Linked DNA regions of Mus musculus: region 1 is linked to region 2. Evidence: chromatin contacts called from public HiCAR-type data. All regions are on one chromosome and are shown on one strand. Each heading gives the region's core, a stretch centred on a gene start, on an enhancer-like site or on the middle of the called end of the contact. The rest is flanking DNA. Distances are from core to core; before and after follow the strand shown. Region 1 overlaps Cdca2 (cell division cycle associated 2). Region 2 holds the start of Bnip3l (BCL2/adenovirus E1B interacting protein 3-like).

Evidence for each region. HiCAR-type assays count read pairs that join an accessible place to other places.
Region 1: a contact with region 2 is called in a HiCAR-type map of embryonic stem cells, with 5 times the contacts expected there. The contact joins the enhancer-like site here to the promoter of Bnip3l in region 2. A contact is called at or near these places in 12 of 39 promoter capture datasets (the 3T3-L1 cell line, 3T3-L1-derived adipocytes, the C10 cell line and 7 more), 3 of 484 Hi-C or Micro-C datasets (granulocyte-monocyte progenitors, nephron progenitors and stem cell-derived neural stem cells), 2 of 115 datasets of contacts at active chromatin or transcription factors (astrocytes and embryonic stem cells) and 1 of 9 other capture datasets (adipose tissue).

What each region holds. Positions count from the first base shown.
Region 1 is chr14:67,671,917-67,677,598 of GRCm38.p6, forward strand. Cdca2 (cell division cycle associated 2) reads right to left here. Exons shown (of 15, transcript NM_001110162.1): 15 at 4,438-5,682. The coding sequence ends at 4,944. Among named protein-coding and RNA genes, the nearest start is that of Cdca2, 41 kb to the right of the region's middle. Within about 2 kb of position 3,680, at least 15 of the 459 cell types and tissues checked have an H3K27ac peak or open chromatin away from gene starts, as enhancers often do. A contact at or near this core is called in adipose tissue and embryonic stem cells, where this site is marked.
Region 2 is chr14:67,005,710-67,010,971 of GRCm38.p6, forward strand. It overlaps Bnip3l (BCL2/adenovirus E1B interacting protein 3-like), which reads right to left and starts at 3,168. Exons shown (of 6, transcript NM_009761.3): 1 at 2,979-3,168. The coding sequence starts at 3,075.

The DNA.
Region 1 (5,682 bases), core at 2,430-4,929, 670 kb after region 2:
TGATAATCTTTAGGGTCTGACCTCAGTTGAAGACATAAGAAAAAAATGTCTATTTAGTGACAATAATTACTCATCTCCTCGCTTGAACAATTAGGTTATTGCTGAATCACTAAAAAAGAAAAGGATTAAAGAATGCCCAAAAGTGACATACTGGACATATTTGAAATTGTTAGGTCATGGCACTCTATGCTCAGTTTTATGTAAGGTCTTGCAATTTTCCAGTGAATTTAAGAGAGAATTCTGCTCTGTGTGTGTGTGTGTGTTTGTTTGAGTTTAATAACAACTTCACTTGATCTAAGACTTAAGTAGGATTTGCTGAGACCAAGATGTGACAGCAGATTTTAAAAGGTGTAAGAAGAGAAGTGTCTTTATATTTTTATTGTTTAATTCTGTACTAGTCTTCCACATTTATGCCTCACTAAGATGTACTCACTGGTTAAAACCTAACAGGGGTGGGGGGAATGCACAAGAAAAGCCTACAGGAGAAGAAATGAGAGGGTGTTTGTAAAGCATGTGCCTCTTAGGGACGGTCCCTCCGATCCTCCGAAGAAGCAGAGCAGCCTGACCTACAGAAGCTGGTCCCACCTGGAGGGCAGAAGGGAGCTGGGGAGGCCTTTATAAGCCTGCCCTACACCATTACTTTGTCTCTTGGAGAAAACAGAGCAGAGTCTTCAGAAACAATGCCCACACACAGTAGTTGCTGAATAAATGCTGGAACGCTGGAATGACTCGGTGCAGGGAAATTGGCCAGTTTAGTAAGAAACAGTTTTCAAATCTTAAGGTTACTTTTTAAGCATGGAATGACAGGTTTCATAGTAAACTAAACTCTAATACTTTATGAAAATAAATGAAACAAATTTATCTTTTGTTAAAAAAAAAGGCAAACCTATTTTTGAACTTTAATTTAAGACAATGTCTAAATAAAGCTAATTATCGTAAACGATGATCAGGGCCCTAAGGTCCTGATGCAAATGAACTCCAGTAAACTTTCACTGGGCTCAAACTTCCAGGGAAGCTGGCCTCCCACCCTTTCTCTGGATGCTTGTACTCCTGACTCATGGTCTCCAAAAGGGAGTGTACTCTGGGTATGATGAAGCACCCCCCCCCCCCAGACTGGTTAACCCTTTGCTTCAGCTAGCTTTTAGTCTATCCCCATAAGTAAACAGTGATAAAACTCACAGCCCAAGGAGAAGAGCCTTCAGGATGCTGTGACACTGGTAAACATCCTGACCAACAGAATAAGGCCCAGACACAGGAGCATGATTTCAGCAAAGGTATTGACACAATTTAATGAACAGATGAGCTTTTAAACAAATGGTGCCTGCTGATTTCCACTTAAACAAAAGGCCACTCCAGCATCTATGGCACACAGAAATGAACTCCAAGTAGATAGAAAACCGAATCAAGAAATATAACCATGAAACTTCTAGAAAAATCTTTGTGCTCTTGATCTGGGGAAATGTCTTTTTTTTATCTTTTTGTCTTTTGAGACAGACAGGAAAAGATTAGAACTCACTAAATATCCTAGGCTACCTTTGAACTCACAATAATTGCTGCCTCTCCAGTGCTGAGATTACTGACATGAAACACCATGCCTGGCTATCCTTAGGACACAAAAGACATGAATCATTAAAGAAAAGAAGAAAAGAAAAATAAATAAATTCAAACTTCAACAAAATGAAAACCTTTTCTTAAAGTGATAATACCAAGAAAACAGACAAAAAAATAAGCCATGGAATGGGGAAAATATTAGTAAGAAAAAACTTAGTAAAGGAGTTGTATGCAAAAATGCAAAAAGTATGCAACAAACTTTCAACTCAGTACTAATAACAAACATCCTGGGTAAGACACCCCAACAGACAAGGGCACAAGGACAGCAAACAGAGGGAAATGTTCGTTACCAGCCACTGAGAGACACAAATCAAGATTCTAGCTCTAAGTAAGTCTCCATGATGAACGGGAATGTGTATTTGTAAAAAGAAACATTTGAACAGTATATAACTTTATCCTTAACAAAGCCCCAAATCTTATAACCTAAATATGCAGAGTGAAGTGACATCCAGCAATAAGCAGGAACCATTTACAACATGGAACACAGATAAATCTCAAAAGCATTATGCTGTTTAAAACATAGGCACAAACGATTGACCAATCAATCAATCATCTGAGATTCCTTTTCTGTGACATTCTAAAAAAAGCAAAAAGTACAACTGAATTCAAATCATTAGCTGTAAGAGCTAGGGGTGAGGGTTGGGTTGTCAGACATGATATTACTCTGACGTCAAGGTGGTGTGTAACCATATACATTTTCCAAAGTTCAAACAGTATGTTCTTTTCAAAAGGTCAGCATTTGTAAGCTGGTTTACTTGAGATGCTAGCTCTATGTCAGAGGAACTTTCCAGAATCTACAGAAGAGAATCTAGCTATCACTTCAGCTCTGTCATCAACTCCTAGAACCAAAAAGAAGGAAACAACTCACATCCTCATTTGTCCAAAGGCAATAATTCCACATAAGGCTGAGAGACTGAGGGCAACAGGGCTGTCCTCAGTAACACTGACAGTCATGAGACTCTGTGGAGTAGAGGCTGCAAATTAACATCTATCTATCTATCTATCTATCTATCTATCTAATGTATCCATACATACGTAATACATGTGTGTGTGTGTATGCATGCATGTATAGACAACACTGGCAAACCACACTTGATGGGCACAAGATGTCTGGAAGAGGCATGACAGCTGAGTTTCTGTACACAGAAAGTTGTTTATACTTCATTTAAATTATTTGTCCTCTGATTTCCCCACACATACTCATCAATTTCTGATAAAAACTGAGGGAAAATATAAGAGAAGTTCAAGCCACAGTAGGTACAAGCAGCCCTGGCCTTCATGTTTGCCCAGGGAAGGAAAATTGCAGGAACCACACTGCCATCTTCTGGAAGAAATGAGAATATCTGCAAGGACAGAATCAAGGAAGACCAGAGACAGTCTAAGGTAAGCATCCAGGGTTAGCTACTTCTAGAAAAAAAAAGATTTAAAGCAAAGAAATAGCATTTTCGGTTTACCATTAATGAAAAGACATGAGGGAGGGGATGGATGTAGCAACTGTGATCAGACACAGAAGTTAACTTTACACTAAGCATCTGATACGGGCGAGATATGGTAGATTAGGCCCCTTAATATTCTTTAAGAAACTAAGGCAGTGGTTCTCAACCTGTGGGTCACAACCCCTTTGGGGATGAACAACCCTTTCACAGGGGTCACCTAAGACCATTGGAAAACAAAATTTATGATTCACAACAGTAGCAAAATTAGCTATGAAGTAACAAGACATTAAGAATTGTATGGTTATGGGGGCGGGTGACCACAACATGAGGAACTGTATTAAAGGGTTGCAGCACTAGGAAGGTTGAGAACCACTGGTTTAAGGGACGTCTATAAATATCAGCCAAGCCATTCATTAATAATGAAACATTTTAGAATGAACATAATTTGTCGAGTGGACTTACAGTTTTACTGTAGGTACCAAGTTGACATTAGACAAACTGAACCACAATCAGCCAGAACTTTGAGAATCGAGTTTGTAAACTGTTGCCCATCAGATGCAGCTGAGTTAACAAAGCCGTAACAGAGAAAGAGGCAAATAGCAATCAGTGAACACTAAAACTGTCCTGAGAGCCTAAGGCCTTTTACACATGCTGCTAAGTCTGGGTTTGGGACTCTCCACCCTTTTTAAAACTCACTCAACCTAAAACATTTCTAAACAAGTTAACTCGTTCTCTTTTTGGTGTGTTTAGTGGTCCTGACTTAGTGACTACACACACAGGAGAGAAAAGCACATAAATGATTTTGTAGAGATAAAAGAAAGTTTTGGACAAGTCGCCCCTGAGCAGAAGAAGTTGGGGCTCACTTTGCCTGTTAATGTAAAATACATCAGTCCTTCCCGGCAGGGGCTCCAGACCTGGCGGTGCCAAGGCGGTAACAAATAGCTCCACCTCTGAGGGGGAAATGGGCCGCCCAGCAGGAGCTTTCTTCCCTGGTGTGTTATTTATAGGGAGCTCTATTTGTTAACATGTTTCTGCTATCAGGCTGAAGGACAGCTAATGATTTAAAGGATTTCTGGGGCCATTGTTTAATGATAAGATTTGCAGATTCTAGGTCTACTGGTGGTTTAGATATTTAAATTGCTGCCACCGAGACTAGGAGGTTGTAGAAGGCTTAGCGCTGAGGGAGCAGGCAAGCAATAGACTAGATATTAGGATACAAAGTTCAAGTGCAGGGAGACGCTTAGAAGAAATCGGCAACTACACCAAGCTTCATGTGGGTAAACACATTTCCTGGAGCACTTCTAAGTTTCTACTTCTCAAATGTAAACGTAACAGGAAACAATGAATGAAACTCAGATTACCTGTGACCGATTTGAACAATCTGGAAGGATGACTGCACAGTTATGTTTAATTACATATTCATTTACAATAGTTTCTCTATAGAGTTCCAGTCAATGAATTAAAATTTCAAATACAGGGCCTCATTGTCACTTAATTAGCAAAGGAAAACTCTGATTTGAGACAGACAATGAAGTCATCAAAGCTGGTCAATTTAACCCAAAGAAAAGAATAAGTCATTCTAAAGGTCCTTTTCCAGAACAGCCAAAGCCTTTAGTGGTAAATGGTAAAAGGAATAAAACTGCAGAAACACATTGCTGGATCTAGAAAGGAATGCTTTAACAAAACAAAGGCAAAACAAAAAGACAAACAAATATATTTAGAGGGAGAAGAAAGAAATTAATGTATTTCTACTTAAAGTCATCATAACTCAAATGATTTTTATTAGAAATGTGCAATGCACTGAAGCGGCCTACAGGAAGCTGGGTCCTCTTCCCTAAGAGCCAATGCCAGGTGGGATTGTCTGTTCCTGCCTTTGTTCTCCTGGGCCCAGCCCCCTCAGGGCAGCTGAGCGCTTTCTCCCTTGAGCGAGGGTTTTCTCTTGCAGTCTGGTGGCTGGGTGGCACTGTTAGCATCTGTGAGGGTAGACCCACAAAGGCTTCTCCTCTTCCTAGGTAGCGCAGAAGAACCAACACCCTGGCTCTCACTGCCCGAGACAGCGGGCAGCGGCCCTGGGTTTTGTCCTGAGGATATGGTCTCTTCTTTGGAGGATGGACATTCAAATCCCCTGCTGTCTAAGGTGCAGATCGTCATTCTCCTTCTGGGCTTCTGCAAAGTGGAAGGACTTGGAGACAGCCACACAAGCCCTGTATTTTCCAAGTCTCTCTGGAGCCTTGTGCTGCGTCTCACCTTGGTTTTACTGCTTGTTCTCTGAAAGCTTTGCTCTATGGTGTTAGACAGCTCTTCAATCAGCTGCACGCTTTCTAAACTAATTTCCACAAAGTTTTCCCCACTGCAGGAAGACGCAGGGTTCCCATTTTGTTCCAGGTATGAACTCTGACCCCCACAACACACTGTGCGTCTTCTCCATTTCCTCTCTCTCCCACTGCCAGGGCTGCCATTCCCTGCACATTTCCTTCCCACATTCTCACTGTGGCTTGCGGGTTCTTTTATATTTTGAATGAGGACATCTTCTGAACAGTTAAGGTCTCTTTTTGAGTCAGTAGAGACAGGGCTGCCCTGCAGACTCCCCTGTGGAGCTAAGCATTCACTCTCTTTCTCACACTTTAGATTCATA
Region 2 (5,262 bases), core at 1,918-4,417:
TTAATCCCAGCACTCGGGAGGCAGAGGCAGGCGAATTTCTGAGTTGGAGGACAGCCTGGTCTACAAAGTGAGTTCCAGGACAGCCAGGGCTACACAGAGAAACCCTGTCTTGAAAAACAAAACAAAAAAACAAAACCAAAGGAACAGACAGAGTTCAATTTCCAGGACCCATATCTGTTTGTATTCCAGATTCCAAGGATCTAACGTCATCTTCTGGATGCTATGGGTACCTGCACTCAAGTGGACATACCACAACATAGGTACGTGTACACACACACACACACACACACACACCCCTAAAATAGTCCTTAAGAAATTTTAATAATTTGCTATTAACACTCTGCTGTGGGGCTAGAGAAATGGCTCAACAATTAAGAGCAGTATCTGCTCTTCCAGAGGACCTGGGTTGGATTCCCAGCATGACTTGGAGGCGCACAACCATCTGTACTTCTGTTCCAGGAGATTTGATGTCCTCTTCTGGCCTCATAGGCACCAGGTATGCACATGGTGCACATACATATATGCAGGCACACCCATACACATTAAAACGGACAGACAAACCCTCTGCCATGATCCTTGAACTAAAGATAAAAATCCCAAGCCAGAGATAATCTGTATGTGTTTCAGCTGCTGTTTTCCACAGTTGTGGAACTGCGGCCAGCAAAGTGCTTAGAGTTATCAGCAATTAGGATGGTTTTAGATGTCTGAGTAAGTTGTTTTGCTCATCCAAAAAAAAAAAAAAAAAAAATCACTTGGAAGAATCAATAAAGTTTGTTTTGTTCAATCCAGGGTTGTGTACTAAACTTTAAAAAGCAAACAAAGGCCAGGCAGTGGTGGCACACCCCTTTAATCCTAGCACTTGGGAGGCAGAGGCAGGCAGATCTCTCTGCCTCTGCCTCTGCCTCCCAAGTGCTGAGGTCAGCTTGGTCTACAGAGTGAGTTCCAGGACCGCCAGGGCTACACAGAGAAACCTTGTCTCGAAAAAAAAAACAAAACAAAACAAAACAACAACAACAACAACAAAGCAAGCAAAGTAAGAGGCAAGGACAATAATTAAACCTGGCACCATCGAGCTTTCAGTAACTTTTAAAAGTACAGCTTAATTAGCCCAAGTACAATACTTTTTATCTAGCAGATTTCCCAAAGTAACATCTGGTATCATCTATAGGCTGGAGGGTCTCCAAGAGCCATTGAGAAAACTAAGGAAGAAGCTGGCTGGTCCATGACAAACACCTCCCAGGTCTGTGAGACTTAGGAATAAACAAACATAGCTCAACCCTTTTCAGTTCTGTTGTTAATAAAGAATCCAAGAAAAATGAAAATCCCTTTGAATTTTCCAGACATCTAAGCAGTAAGAAGACGCTGAGCACAACTAACTCATAAAGGCCCAGGCGGAAGATACTCATATATAAGCATGCCAAAAACAAGGGAAGGCTCCCGAAAGCACCCATGGGCCTCAAAAAAGAGCCACAGCTTCTGGAAATAACATGAAGCATGTATTTCTTTAGTCTTTTCATTTCCAAAAATGTATGCTAAAGATGGGTAAAAATTTTAAATTCTGAATTATGTGATTATGAGTAAAATTTAAGGACACACTTGACTAGATCTTTGTAAAAGCCGGCATTTTAGAGAAGTTATCAAATATTGCTTATCAAAATATGGGGCAGGGACAGAGTCTTAAAATTCCTGAATTCTTTGTTCCTTATTTTTTGGTTTTGTTGTTTTCTGACACAAAGTTTTATTCTGGGGACCACGCTTACTACACTTCCCTAGTGCTTGAATGACAGGCAAGTGGCACCACACCTGGCTAAAATACCCAAACGCTCCTGCCACTATCCTCTAGACTCAGTAACAGCTCTTCCCTAAACCGTTCTGGCCACCCTGGAAGCCATCCCTCTTATGAAAGACACTGCCTGACCTTTAAGCATACAAATGGCTTTTAAAGAACTTCATCTGGCCCTGTGACAACTACCACCACCCACTACCTCTTTCATTAAGACATGAAATCCAAACAGAAAGGTTGGGCAAGAAGGTCCGGCGATCTCACAACAACAGCGGACACTCTGGGGACAAGATGTCTGTTTGACTGCAACTGGATCCTGACCATCAACTTTCAATTGCTAGTACCTGTGGCCTGCGTCTGTTGTGTTGTTTACTGTATTTCCTGAAGTTCACTGCAGATTTGGCTGAAATGGACGTGATCCTAGGGCATGTGCTGGGCACCCAATCCATTTAACATAAGAAACAGCACTTGAAAAGTTACTAGTATGGTGGCTGCCGCCTGTCACCCAAGAACTTGGGAAAGTGGAAAGTAGGAGGGATCAGGTCACTCAGCAACACAACGAGTGAGGCCAGCCTGGGCTACATGAGAAGCTCTCTCAAAAAAAAAAAAAAAGAAAGAAAAAGAAAAGAAAAAGCAGTAAAATATGAATTCAAGGTTAACAGCAACAAAAAACTCACTTGAGAAACTTGGGAATTTTCAGACTAAAAAAAAAAAAAAAGATAAATGTCAGGGGCGGAGCAAGCACCCTGCACGAAACTCCGATGACCCCCTGGACCGGCGTGTGGTAGGAGGCGAGCTCCGCAAGCACACCTGCGCGGCCGCACGTCCACCCGCCACGCCCGACCGGTCGCGTCCATCCCCCGGTGTCCCCGCCGCACGTCCCATGCTCCCCCTCCGCTGGCCAGCCTCCGCTTGCCACCCCGAGTTGCGTGCGCCTCCGGCTCCCGACGCCCACCGCGACCCTAAACCTCGGCGCCCAAGGCGCAGGCCGCGAGCCAGCGCCGAGCGCCTGCTCCTAACCGGAGCGCGCCGCTGTCAGTCATACGCACAATCTCGGTCCCAACCAATGAGCTGTCGTCTGCTCCCGCCCACTCCCCCACCACCACCACCAACCCCCCCCCCCCGCCCGCACGGCGGCGGCCGAGCGGCTCCTCCTCCCCCATCCCTCCGCTGAGCCCGGCGGCCCCGTGCTCACTGTTGAGGCCAGCGGGCGGCGGCAGGGGCTGCTCCCCTTCCTCGCAGTTGTTGTTGTTGTTGTGCAAGGGCGGCGGCGGCTCGACTAAGTGAGACATGGTCTGGAGACTGGAAGCGGCACGGCCGCAGGACGACAGTATCCGGCTCTCGAGCAGCAACACAACAAGTCGAGTTCCCCCGCCCCCTTTTCTGCGTCTGCGCAGTCCCTCCCTTCGTGACGTCAGGGCCCTCCCGGACCATGTGATGACAACACAGGCAGCTGGACGGCGGGGTCGGAGCCCAGGATAGGGGGCGTGACCAGGCCGGGCTGGGCGGGGCATTCGCGAGCTGCTCGGGACGTGCGGGTGCGGAAGTCGAGCTGATACGGGCGCCAGGAAAGAATTCCTGCGAGTCAGTCGCAATAGCCGGAAGGGCTGAGCTAGGAAGTTGGCATTGGATTGAGATTAGGGAGGAGTGTGCAGCCCGGAAGCGCGCGGGGCCTGAATGGAACCCCTCCCACGCCTGCAGTATCCACTTAAGAACTCACCCGTGGCTTTAAAGAAGCAGAAAACCCCAGTTCCTCCCCTTAGTGAAACATCCATTTGTGCCTCCCACAGAATACCGTGGGAGGTACCTTGGAGCTAATCACCTTGTTGGAATTTATAACATTTTAATTGCAAAGGTAACATGTAATCACGGTTTAAAAAAAAAATCAATGGCTGGGCGTGGCGCACACTTGTTATTTCAGCTCTTTCTAAGACTGAGGCAGGAGGATTTCGAGTTCCCTGCAGCCTACGCTATCGAGCGACCCATTGCCTTCAAAAACAAATTAAAAGGGAAAAGAAAATACAGATTTACCCAAACCCTGGTTGTTATCTATCTCTGTAAATGCCCTACCTCCTGTACGCTGGTTGCTGACTCTGTTAATGTTCCTAAATACTCCTACGTCGTATCTTTGTCAAGTTTCCTTGACCCGATTTTTGTATAATGTTTTTCTCAATATTGTACTTGCCTTTTAACTTTGCTTTAATTGCAGTTGTTGAATTTTCATGTAATTGTCTTTTTTAAAAATATGGTCTGAGATACCCAAACACGGAAATACTAAATCTAGGACCAGCCAGTGAGATGGTTCTGCCGGTAAAGGCGCTTGCTGAGTAAACCTGCAGACTGAGTTCATTGCCCGGAGCTCCCGGTAGATGGGAAGAAAGCTAACAAAGTTGCCTTCTGACCTCCACCAATGCACCGTGGCATATGCCCTCCCCCTCTAAATCATAAATACAGGCACACACAATAAGTCTTTGTCACTTTGAATTGACATCCAAAAACATGATCTGGAGGGATAGCTTGGGGGGTTAAGCACACTGGCTGCTCTTGCAAAGGACTCAGGTTTGGTTCAAAACACCCACATGACAGCTCGTTCACAGGGCACTCAATGCTGTCTTCCGGCATCTGAGGGCATGAGAAACCCGCATGGTACACAGACATACGTGCAGGCAAACATCCACATGCATTTATAAAACCCCAATTCTCTGGTGAGATGACTCCGGTTAAAGGCTGGGCTGCAGCCCAGAGTTATATACTGAGTTCAATCTCTGGGGCTCACATAGTACAAGGAGAGAACCTACCCCACAAACTGTCCTTGGACCTCCACATGTACACAGTGCCATACACACATAAATAGTGATAAAAATCATCTCTTAGGCCTCCCACATACAGTGTTATATTTATAAAGGCATAATGCAGGTATAAAAACATTCCTCTGGGTCTTCTCATTTTATGTCTAAGTACTTCATGTACCTGAGACTGACTTAACATATAGTGCAAAGTAGGCAAAATAGACCACTCATCTTATTCTCTGACCTCCACAGGCATGCCTCCTCTCAAATACGTAAATAGAAAATTAAAGCAAAAAGACAGATTTTTCAAAAGATCCAACTAGGAATGAAAAGAAACACGCCTCATATTGAGAATGTACTCTTTGGAGCATACTCTGTAAGAATCTTATATCCAGACTAGAAACACTGGGAGCAGGCAAACAAACTGGGTCACATTGTTCTGTTTCTTTCAGACTCTGTATGAACCTTTTATTTGCGTGTATGTGTGTGCATGGGTGGATGCATGTGTACAATCTCCATGACTTGCACCCCCCAAGGCAAGAAGATTGACTGGATTCCTCTGGAACTGGGATCACAGATGGCTATGATACACCATGTAGGTGCCACAGGAGATCCTGAGCCATGGCTCTGGCCCCACCCGAACCTTTTTGATAGTGTGGCTTGCAGTCTAGGCTGGCCTGGGACCCTGCA